2 separate regions of the Mus musculus genome follow, and region 1 is linked to region 2. The links are chromatin contacts, called in public HiChIP or PLAC-seq maps. All regions are on one chromosome and are shown on one strand. Each heading gives the region's core, a stretch centred on a gene start, on an enhancer-like site or on the middle of the called end of the contact. The rest is flanking DNA. Distances are from core to core; before and after follow the strand shown. Region 1 holds the start of Fpgt (fucose-1-phosphate guanylyltransferase). Region 2 holds the start of Tnni3k (TNNI3 interacting kinase).

Evidence for each region. HiChIP or PLAC-seq counts read pairs in DNA pulled down with a chosen protein or histone mark.
Region 1: an H3K27ac HiChIP or PLAC-seq map of embryonic fibroblasts shows a contact between it and region 2, with 38 read pairs. The contact joins the promoter of Fpgt here to the promoter of Tnni3k in region 2. A contact is called at or near these places in 3 of 39 promoter capture datasets (the 3T3-L1 cell line, cranial neural crest and macrophages), 1 of 15 datasets of contacts at CTCF or cohesin (the NIH/3T3 cell line), 3 of 484 Hi-C or Micro-C datasets (cardiomyocytes, embryonic fibroblasts and embryonic stem cells), 4 of 115 datasets of contacts at active chromatin or transcription factors (bone marrow-derived macrophages, embryonic fibroblasts, embryonic stem cells and 1 more) and 2 of 9 other capture datasets (adipose tissue and pancreatic islet).

Annotation. Positions count from the first base shown.
Region 1 is chr3:155,090,933-155,096,936 of GRCm38.p6, reverse strand. Fpgt (fucose-1-phosphate guanylyltransferase) reads left to right here and starts at 3,559. Exons shown (of 4, transcript NM_029330.2): 1 at 3,559-3,638; 2 at 5,379-5,546. The coding sequence starts at 3,581. It overlaps Lrriq3 (leucine-rich repeats and IQ motif containing 3), which reads right to left and starts at 3,503. Exons shown (of 8, transcript NM_028938.2): 1 at 3,267-3,503.
Region 2 is chr3:155,052,674-155,058,452 of GRCm38.p6, reverse strand. It overlaps Tnni3k (TNNI3 interacting kinase), which reads left to right and starts at 3,046. Exons shown (of 25, transcript NM_177066.5): 1 at 3,046-3,186; 2 at 3,797-3,905. The coding sequence starts at 3,147.

The DNA of each region.
Region 1 (6,004 bases), core at 2,310-4,809, 38 kb before region 2:
ACTAGTCTGCTAAATAAATATAGCAATAAAATGACTCAGAATGATGTATTACTATACCCATAGAAGAGTGCTTCATTCAACCCTCATTAGACAAGCTTCCTCTTGCATTAGATGATAACTAATACAGAGACCTAAAGGTAGACATGTAGCATGTGAGACACTTTGGAACACTCAGCCATAACTAGCATATCTTTATCACATCTCTCCTGCAAAGGGTGTTTTCTGTTGTTTTAGGTCAACAGAAGAATTTAGAGGTATAGTCTTCTTATAATGATTCAATTTCAAAGTTCTCCATTATTAAATTAGTATTATGAAGTAATATGTATTTGTTATAGTGAAGAGCCCAGCAGAGATCTACAGGTTACTACCAAAGTGAATATCTCACAACAAAGCCCACACTTGTCATTGCATATTATGTGGTCTTCACTCACTATGGATAAACATCAAGGACCCTACTTTTGGATCATATATATGCTTTATCTTGTCATGGACTGCTTGTCTTTAAAAACACTATTTTGTGTTTCCATCAGCAACAAGCTGAAAAATTATTCCTTTACATTCTTACTAGTATTTGGTGTATTGGTATTTTAAATCATGGCCAGTCTGGTAGCTATATAGGGGTACCTGAATTTTTGAATTTGAAATTCCTACATATATCTGATGCTGTGTTTTGGTTTGCCATCTGAGTATGTCCTCCAATGAGGTACTTCCTTTTTTAGCTTTTTTGATCATTTTTTGGTTGGCTGTTTGCTTACTGTTGAGTTTGAGTGCCTTGTATTATTTTGGATACCAGTGTTTCACCAACTATGTTTTGCAATGCTTTCTCCAAGGCAGCCACATTACTGGTTATTTTCTTAATTCCCCTTTTTAATCCAATACACAAAATCATATTTTTACAAACATGGTTCATACAATCAACATCCATCCTTATTAACAGCATCAAGATTCCATCCCTCTAATTAAAAGTGACATGCTTCACTGCATCGTGTATAAATAATATATATAGAGAGATGTGTAGTTTTATACAGCCACATCACTGTACATGAAGCTCTTATCTGAAATTATTCATCATTCTGATTATTCCATCTCATTTACTTTAACTTTTAGACAATATACATATTCAAAGAGTTTTATCTCTCTTCTTTTGTTAAAGTTCATTGGGTCTATTGTATGCTGCCAATATCCTCATGAGTGGGGCCATCTACTAAAGCATGGTTGACCTACCAGAGAGGCCACAGCCTTAAAGAAAATTGATTCAGCCTTTCCAAGCAGCTATGAATGGTCCATAGCCCCTCAGGTAGAAACAGGACTTATATAAGCTTTAACGACTGACCTGGTAAAATGCACTTACTGGTATACTAGTGAGAAGAATTTCATGAGGGGTAACCAACAACTTTCTGATTTAAGAATTTAAGTCACCCTCCATAAATAGAGCCCATATCTAACACCGCTATTAGAATCACAAATGTGTGGCCAGACAGGTAGGTCATGAAGTTCTACTGGAGAACCTACTACTACTATTAATCTACCGAACAGACATAGCATATTAAACTAACTCCCAATTATCTATAGCTACACCCATAGTTTAGTGCATCTCTCAACCCTCATCAGAAAGGTTTCTTTCTTTCTTTCTTTCTTTCTTTCTTCTTTTTGCAATATATGGCAACTAACACAGAGACTAATAACTGGTCAATGTGTAGAGAGTACAACTAAGCAGTGCTCAATTTCTGAAAGGTACACACACACACACACACACACACACACACACACACACACACAGTGTAGGGATCACTGTCAAAGGGAGGGAGAAAGAGGGTAAGTGCCGGAGGAGGTGGACACTGTTTTCTGGACATAGCAGGCAGCTGCACTCATGAACTCACAGCAGCTGTAACAGCACCCAAGGCCTGCACTAGCTCAAGACAGCACATTTCAGCATGGAATGGAAAGGTGGGTGTGAAGTACTATATGAGAAATTTAAATTTGGTTAATTTGTTTTCCACTTATAAGAATGTTTGGTAGGTACTCAAATATGTAGGCCTTTTTGACCTGTATTATTCCCTTTGGACCTCAACCTCCTCCTGTAGTTGAAAATAAATTCCCTCTCCATTCTGACAACTCACAAAATTGTCTAGCCAGCCCTGTCTTGATCTCCAGAACCACATACATGATGCACAGACACACAACAATTTCTACTATATTTGCACTAGTTTATTCTACATATCCAATATTATTACAGGTCTTCTCTTATGACTTCACTATGCTTCCCCATACATACCTTTCCTCAGCTCATTTAAATGTCATGTCATCCACTTTCAGCATCTTTTAGTAATTTCTCTCACAATCCACACTTATTTATTGGACAGGTGTTGTTGGTTAAGTGTTTCTATAATCTAAGCAATTTCTCTCCATCTCCCATTATTATCTTTTAAATTTCCACCAAATCTTTCCTGTTTGTGTTACTTTAGTAGACTCCAAATAAAGCTCTGCTTATATTCTTGCCATACCCACCAACATACTTCAGTGTGTCTGTGCCCTTTAAACATAAGGCAGGTCACCAAAAACCTGGGATGACTCCAGTTCACTCAAGACTATAAATTACAAGCTCTGACTGCTATTGCTGTTATTATCTATCGGGCCTTTCTGTATTTTCTTAATTTCCTTCAGCCGGAGTGTATTGTGAAACAGTTATCTCCTCCCCACAAATGTGTCCACTTTAAATACAGAATTAAATGCTGAGGTCAAGGCTTTAAGTGAAAAACTAAGCTTACTCAGAAACTTAAAAGTTCATAGGGAGCTGCTATGCAGAATTCTGAGTTAGATTTTAAAGAAGAGAAGCTTCTCAAGTCAAATTGTAGTGGTAAGATTTCTGGGTTTCAGACTGAAATGGCTTCCTCAAATAGCGTTCCTCTCTATGTACTATGTGAAAGATTAAAGAGATCAACCTGTAGTACTCGATATAAACTTATGCACTCTACAAGAGAAACACATATAACCACTCTATGAAAGTGTATTAAGTAAGACTGGTTCTTTCCAATATCTGGCACCTTTGGTTGAATCTCCTTGAAGCAAGTGAACACAACAGAGTGTGCAGTGCTGGCTAAAGGCGCTAGTTCAGTACTGGGCCTGGGAAGTTGGACAACTGAAGGGTGCAGAGTAGTCTGGCCCACCAGAAAGCATCCCACAGAGCCGAGCCTCTCTCTGGTTCAGGGGCCTGGCCTCCCTGGGAGGCTTCTGACAGGAATAGGAGCTCCGTGCGGGCAGGTCACCTCAGCATCTGGGTGGTGGATCCACTAATGGTGGGTGGGTTGGTCTTCTCGGTCGCACCGCGGGTTGTCAGACACGGTAAGGCAGGAACCCAGAGCTCCGCACAACCCGACCCCGCTAGGTGCCCGCCCATCTGCCCCACAGATCGTTGCCCAGGAAACGCCGCTTGCGCACGCTCACGCCATCCTAGCTTTTCAAGTCTCAGGGCGCTTCCAGGGCCGCGGTGACGTGGAGAGCATGGAGGAGGCGGGGCGGGGCGGGGCGGGGCGGGGTTTGGAGTGCGCGTGCGTGCTAAGTGTGCTCCCGGAAGTCGGCCATGGCGTCTCTCCGCGAAGCCACCCTGCGGAAACTGCGCAGATTTTCTGAGCTGAGAGGTACCAAGGCGGAACTGAGTTCTCTGCCCCCCTGCACGGAGAGCGCCTTCCCAAGGACCCCGCGCAGCTTCCTGTCCGATACCCCTTCCTGTCCGCTCCGTCCTGGCCAGGCCAGCCAGACTTTTCCCTTTTTCCCTTTTCCTCCTCTCTGTGCGAGCCTAAACTTAGATGTCAGGAAGGAGCAGTAAGAGAATTACCAACGGGAAGTAACACTGGCTTAACTCAGTGGTAGAAGACCTTTTGCTTAGAGTCTGCAGTAGTCGTTACCTTGTTTCTTTTCTTTTCCCAAGCCCCGCTGCTTAACTCCACTTTATTCCAATGTAAACCCCAATACGGAGGCAATCATGGCTTTAAATTTGATAATGTAAGTTTGGGGTACAGCTGTCTGGTAAAATTGATATTTATGAGTGCCTAAAATGTACGGTCTTATATTTGGATACCAGAATGATTGGAACTATTAAATCCAAGCTAACATGTCTGTCTCTCTCCTCTCCTTCTCCCTCCCCTTCCCCCTCCTTTCCTACCTATTCCTCCTTCTTATCTCAGTCCCTCCCTCCCTCTTTATCTTTCCCCTCCCTCTCATTCTCTCTCAACTTGTTAAAAACCTTATTAATATTTTTGCTGATTAGAGGGTTCCACTGATTCTTGAAAGTGCAATTTGTCATTTAATGAGTTCATTGAGAAGTTTAGTCCTGGGGTTTGTGTTGTATTCTGATTGCTTATATAAAGTGTAGTTTGATCATCGTTAATAAAAATATTAGAAGCTAGGACTGGTGTCGCAAGTCTGTACTGTCATCTACTTGAGACGCTAAGGCAGTAGGAACGAGGTTCAAGACCTACCTGGATTGCACAGACAAATAGACGATGATAATTGATAGACAGATAGATAATAGGTAGATCGATCGGTCGTGTGGTAGATAGATAGAAAATAAATATGAGTTCAGAGCCAATCTGTCAAGTAGTGGAAGAGTCCATGATTCACTGAAGAATGAGTCACCAAAGAATGATGCCCCAGATTCCAACAGTATGTAAACACAAAGAGTATTTATTCTGCAGAAGTCCAGCCTTCTGGGTCTCCCATTGCCAAGATAGAGAGACCCTGAAGTGAACTCGCAGGACCAATTTCAAGCACATTAGAGGAGTTCTGGGTTAGGTAGGCTTTGCCTTCCTCTATCTCTAGTCAAGTGCATTAGTGAGAAGGGGGGAAGTATAGAATAGAACTTCAATCTGTAACTGAATGTGAACAATCACTTGCAATAGCTTACTACCTTTGAACTAGCCTGTCTCAACCCTGTCAAACGTAAGATACTAAATTAATTAAATAGATAAATGAAGGATTATGAACATAGCTCAGTGATAGAGCTGGCAAGCATAGGACTCTGTGGTTATTTCCCAGTACCACAAAAGAAAAGGAAAGAAAAAAATGATAAGCAACAATAACAAAAGACCACATTCCTAAACAAAAACCTGGAAGGAGTGGATCCTTGAGTTGAAATTTCTCAGCCAGCAACATTAAGGGCCCTGGTTCGCAAAACTTGCTTTTAGAGGGTAATGTTTGCTTGTTTGTTTTGTTGATTGGTTTGTTGGTTGGTTGGTTGGTTGATTGGCTGGTTGTATCCCCTTCTTAGTATGGAAGATGGTAATGATTATCCTTTGTTAGCCCCTGTTTTGAAATAGGCAAACTTGTAAGTGAGATGACTGATAGCATTAAAAGAAGGTTCCTTGCTATTTTTCCAATAGGCAAACCCGTGGCAGCTGGAGAATTCTGGGATGTGGTTGCAATAACAGCAGCTGATGAAAAGCAGGAGCTCGCTTACAAGCAACAGTTGTCCGAGAAGCTGAAGAAAAGGGAATTGCCTCTTGGAGTTCAATACCATGTTTTTCCAGATCCTGCTGGGACCAAAATTGGTACACATTTCATGGGGGTGCTTATAAAGGACTCTGGACAAAAATAATAATTGAAAAATAATTTTTCTTTGTTTATAGTTTATAAACTGTTTATCTGTACACATGGCCTTTAAAAACTTTAAGATCTGAAACTTAGCTTTTAAAATGATAAAAGTCCAAAAAGAGATTCTGAGCCCCTGTGACTTACAGAGAAACTAGTCCAGACCTTATTTTAAAGATTTTTTTTTTTTTTTTTTTTGCCTCAGTACAATTTACACTGGAATTTGCTGGAAGTTCTCTTAAGATCTTTTCCAACTGAGCAACTGAGTCATTTCATGAAGTAGTTTGGTGAAGAAAACAAATCAGGAAGCTGATGTATATATATACTTGGCCTCTTAGGACCAAGTTACGGGAAACAGACAAACAAGGACCAGTTACTTGAAGTATCGTAGAATATTTACTTAAACCCTGGAGAATTC
Region 2 (5,779 bases), core at 1,797-4,296:
TGCCCTGCATGTATAGTCTAGAACCAGAAAGGAAGGGGAACTGAAGCAGAGAGAGAGAGAGAGAGAGAGAGAGAGAGAGAGAGAGAGAGAGAGAGAGAGAGAGAGAGAGAATGAGAGAGAGGCTTGTGCTTACTCCTTTTGCTTTCTCCTTTTTAGTCAGTTCAGGATCCCAGCACACAGGATGATGCCCTGCTCATTCAGGGTGGGTTCTTCCCTCCTTACTTAAACCTAGTTGGAAGCACTGTCATAGACACATCTCCTCCCAGTGATTTTAAATCCTGTCAGATGAACAGAGACAGCTACTAGTCCACATTAGAATAGCACCTGTCTATTACCTGGTCATGTTCTGCTTGATAAATGTACATGTTTATCCACTCATACATGAAATACAAGTGGGATGATACCTAAGTCTAGACCATATAGCCCATTTCTCTGCTTCCCAGGGATGCCACTGTGCATAGCTCTTGCATCTGCTTCCGAGGACACTGGATATGGATATGCAGGAGAGTTAAAATAAACTCCTTCCTTCCTTCTGCCTTAAGAAACCAATTTGAAATAGATCAAGAATCTGAAAAGCATTCATTGTGCTAGAGGACACATAGGACCCATTCTTCAGTACACTGTCTAGACAAAGACCTTCTGAGTCATACTCCAATACTTCAGCAAACCACAGCATACAGGATTGCACTAATTTGCAAATGTTATGCCAAAATACATTTAACAGAATAAAAGGATAGCCTACAGAGTAGGAGAAAATGTTTACCAGCTATTCATCTGACAGTTTGCTATTCAAGTGTATAAAGAATTCAAAATATTGGCCCCTAAACACAAATAATTCAGTCAATAAAATGGGCAAAGAAATTTTGAACCAATAGTTCTCAAAAGAGCTAGACAATAAATAATATGGAGACTGTCCAACATCCTTAGCAATCAGAATGCAAACAAGACTAACACCCAGATTCCATTTCACACGAGCCAGAATGGCGAGCATCAAGATGATACCAACAAAGGCTGATTTCAAGGAAAAGGTAATACTTCGCTGATGTGGGTGAGGACCTCTTTCACCTATTACTACTGGATATTTATCTCAAAGACTCAACGCAGTCAATGACAGAGGATCTGCACACCCATTTTTATGGTGACACTATGCATAAGGGCCAAGCTACAGGACCTGCCTAACTCTGCCCGGGCAGGTGCATGAATAGAGAAAAGTGCCTTATGTGTGAATGGTGGAGTTTTCCCAAGGATAAATAACAAAGTTGTGTCTTTTGCAGAAAAGTAGATTTACCTGGAGAAAATCATATTAAAAACTTAATTCATTTTGAGAAATAGAGTAATGGGGGAAGTGACTAAAATGTAAGACATATTTACCTGAAAACTCAAATTCTTATGAAACAGATGCTTACACGTCTATATTTATTGACATTATACTGAGCCCTGTCCTTTTGTGCAATAAATATGTATTACTAAGAGTTAATAAAATAATAAAACAAGTATCTAAGAAAAGAGCCACTATTTCTGATAACTACTAACATTATCATTTCCTGTACACTAATGTACTAACTCCCAAATTGTAATACAAATCACATGCATGCATGTTATAGCTCCCTGGAGGATCATTCCTGAGGAAGTATGTGGTTTAAGACTGAGAAATACTAATGAAGTCAGTTTCCTGGGCTGGTGAATCAGAGAACAGCTTGTCTGAGGGAAGCTAGGCTCTCAAAACAGAGAGAATTGGGGTTTCACCATGCTTAGAACAAGCTGCATGGGGGTCACACAGTACTGGGAACTAGCTGGCAAAATCAACAGTGTCTAGCTTTCAAAGGAGAAAACTGAAGAACTACAGATCAAAGTGACCAGAGGACCCTGCACTATATAAACTCTACATATCCCTGACAGGCCTTAATGACAAGAAGAGAGTCCAAACCACCAAGAGTAGACACAAGTACAAAGCCAGGTACTGAGTTCGACTTATTTTATCAGTAGGGCAGCCCTTCCCTGGGGACCTTTCCTTTAGCTTGCTAAGGCAGGGCATGAGGATTCCTTAACTCATCTAAGCATTTGTTTAAGAAGAGCCATTTGAATATTTGATCATAGTAAATGTGAATCCAACACCTCCTACGTTAAAGCTAAGTGTGACTTTCAAGATTGGAATTTACAGCTCTCATACACAGTAAGATCACCTAGAAGAAATATATAGAAAATAACCAATAAGTTTCCTATGTTATTTCCATTTTTTTTCCATCCCACACTGGGTTCATTTATTTCAGTGCAAATGTGCGTGGAAAAAAAGCAACAGTGTGAAGTAAATGGAAGGTGTGTGGAATAACTCAGGACACAGCACATCAGAAATAACGGCAGTCTTAGACGTCAGTGTCGAATGGTTCAGGATCAACTTTGGGCTCCACTCCCTGTTTGGAACTGACATAAAAAAATTCATAATTCTGCTTATTGCCCAGAAATGTGTAAGAAAGCAATGTTGAAATGTTTTTCTGATCACTGTTGTTCTTATGATAAATTGGTATTTATAAAGCACTATGTCTTTTTTCTTGTCTGTGACTTAGGTAGGAATAATCAACTGCAATGGTCATGGTGTGTGTGTGTGTGTGTGTGTGTGTGTGTGTGTGTGTGTGTGTGTGTGTGTGTGAACCCTAGTCCCTGCAGATACACATGCAGGTCTCAACCCAGTGCTGATTGATAGGAATTTCTGTTTCTTCACATGGACAACTTCCACTGTTTCACCGGTGCCAAAGATGCCAAACACTGGCTGGCTGGCTGGAGTCTCTTTCAGTGGAGCTCAGAATCACCAGTCACTTTCCATGTTCACTCATTGAGGAACTGGCCTACCCAGAGGGCATGTGTGGATGAACAAGCAATCCACTGATGGAAGCCAATAGCACAACTGAAATGCTTGCTGTTTACCTTTCACACAGCTCCCTTAAAACAAACCCAGCCACTACACGATCAGCTCACCTTTGAAGGCACACTCTGCCTTGCTCTCTGACGTCCTTGCATGACATTCCATTCAGCACTTGGCTTATTTTTAGAAAGACTATCAACATATTTTCAACTGGTCTGTTTCAGCGCTAGAACTTGGAATCTTATATCGTGAAGGGCAGCACAGGAGGAAAGCAGACTTCTTTAAAATGGGGAATTACAAATCCAGACCGACACAGACTTGTTCTGGTAAGCCTTCTGATTTCCACCATGTTCTGCTAACATTTCTCGCTTTCTTACATGCAACACAACTCACTCCTAAGAGTGGATGTGTTTCAAATCACTGAGATGTGTGCCGATCTGAATGCAGAGAATATTAAGTGTTGAGTTTATTTGAACTTACTCCTTTTCCCTGAAACAGTTCTAAAGGAAAACAGAGAACTTCTTGTTAAAAAATATTGGTTTAGTCCTTTCGTATAATATGATAGAAAGTTTGAAGAACTATTGAGTATAGAAATTTTAGAATTATATCTTAAGTATCTAGTATTTAAAAGCAAAAGATACTGTCTAGCAATGAGATTGCTGCAATTAAAATGCAATAAAATCAATAAGATAAGTCAAATATACTCTTTTATGTAAATATATTGTACAATATCAAATGGGTTCTTAATTACTACAATCCCAAAGTGATTGCATTACAAACATAAACATCTGCATTAAACCCACAATCAGTCATTTAAATTAAGTATTGTAGAATTGAGAATAAAAAACAGGGTTTTGATTACTTGTATGCTATGATCTCTGTCTACATTTTGCAAAATGCAATTATGAATCAATCCTATTTGTTTTTCTTTTCCAGATGAATGGAAGAAGAAAGTTAGTGAATCTTATGCTATTATAATAGAAAGGCTGGAAGATGACCTGCAGATCAAAGAAAATGAATTTCAAGAACTAAGACACATCTTTGGGTAAAGTCAGAGTTTTTACTTTTTAAAATACATGTCTCCATATTTTGTTTTTAGGTATGATGTGCGTGCAAGCATAAAGCCTTAGCAATAAATAGGCTAAGTCTTGGGTATAACCAGACTAAACTTTAGAGTGCCAAGTTATCTGTTCATAAGAATTCATGTGGCTCCCAAAATGGAAAGATCACACCTCCCTCACTAAACTATAACCTAAATTCTGTCCTCACAAAAGTTGAGGGAGAAGAGCTTGGAGAATAGGCAATTGGGCACAAGCTGTCACTATTCCAAGTAACCTACTCTGGAATTAATCACTAAATTATTTATTCCGTGCCACTAACAAACAGTATTGCTTATTTGCCAGGTTTGCTGATGCTAGACCTGAGTCTCCTTGAGGAATAAGAGAAGTTTTACCAACCCCCTGTAGATATTGGAGGCCTTCTCCAGGAAGGCTGAGTATAATTCCTTTGCTCAGGGCCTGAATATAATTCCCTTGCTCTGTATACATTGAAGGCTGTCTTACAGTGGGACAGAAAATTATTTTACCCTCATTTTTGTAATATGTGTGATATCCGCTTCTGCTTTATTATACAAAGAACAACAACAATAACAAAACAACAACAAAAACATCCTGGACTGGGACAGCATCACAACCCTGTAAGGCACACAATGTTTAGACAAGAGGGGCAGGAACCCAATTTGTACCAAAAACCTCCTAGAGAATTTGAATCTGATGCTGAGAAACTAGGTATGTTTCAATGCAACAAGCTTTCCAACTGTCTTAGCTTTACCAGTGTTACCATGAAACTTCACATCCAAGGCATCTTGTGGAGGGAAGGGCTTATCTCACTCATGGTTACATATCACATTTCATCATTAAAAGCAGTGAGAGCAGGAACTCAAGTAGGGTTAGGAACCTGGAGGCAGGAGCTGGTGCAGACTAGGGTGGGTTGCTGGTTACAGGCTTGCTCAGCCTGCTTTCTTATACAACCCAGGACCACCTTCTCAATGGTAGCAGTATCCAAAATGACCTGGGCCCTCCTCCCATAAATCTCTCATTAAGAAAAAATGTCATACAGCAGTAGTTCTCAACCTGTACGTTGCAATTCCTTTGGAGATGGAGCTATTCTTTCAGAGTCAACCTAAGACTATTGCAAAACACAGACATTTACATTATGATTCATAACAGGTGCAAAATTGCAGTTATGAAATAGCATGAAAATGGTTTTATGGTTTGGGGTCACCATAACATACAGAGCTGTATTAAAGGGACTCAGCATTATGAAAGTTGAAAACCATTGCCTCACAGGCTTGTCCACAGCACACTCTTACTGAGGCATTTTCTCAACTGAGGCTCCCTCCTCTCCAGTGACTCTAGCTTGTATCAAGTCCACATAAAACCAGTCAGCACACCAGCCAAGAAGTTAGACATTGGCCAGTTGTCCATGTCTGTTTCAGCTCTCATTAACATAGTGAACTCCTAACATAAAACATCCTGGATTTTACATAGGAAAAAAGGGAGTTTAGACATACCCAAATGCCATGTTCCTCAAAAGTAAGTGCACAAATATAACATGCCTGGAAAACAGTCACCAATTGCCCTTAGTTCATCGGAACTTCACCAACAGAACAACAGGGTTTCTAAGGTCTCCACAAACAGGCTGGGATAAGAGGGCACTGGGGGGAGGGGGGGCATCACTGACCACACAGTACTACATTATATTCAGGTGCGAGGAAGCATCTGAAATTCTCTCACTGTGTGACAGGCAATTTGCATTAGCAATTTCATATCCATCTTTTGTTTCATCGGAGAAGGAAGATGGTAAAAGAACTTGGTCAGTCATAAGTCATTCACTTCTATGGATTCCAATATGTGTACT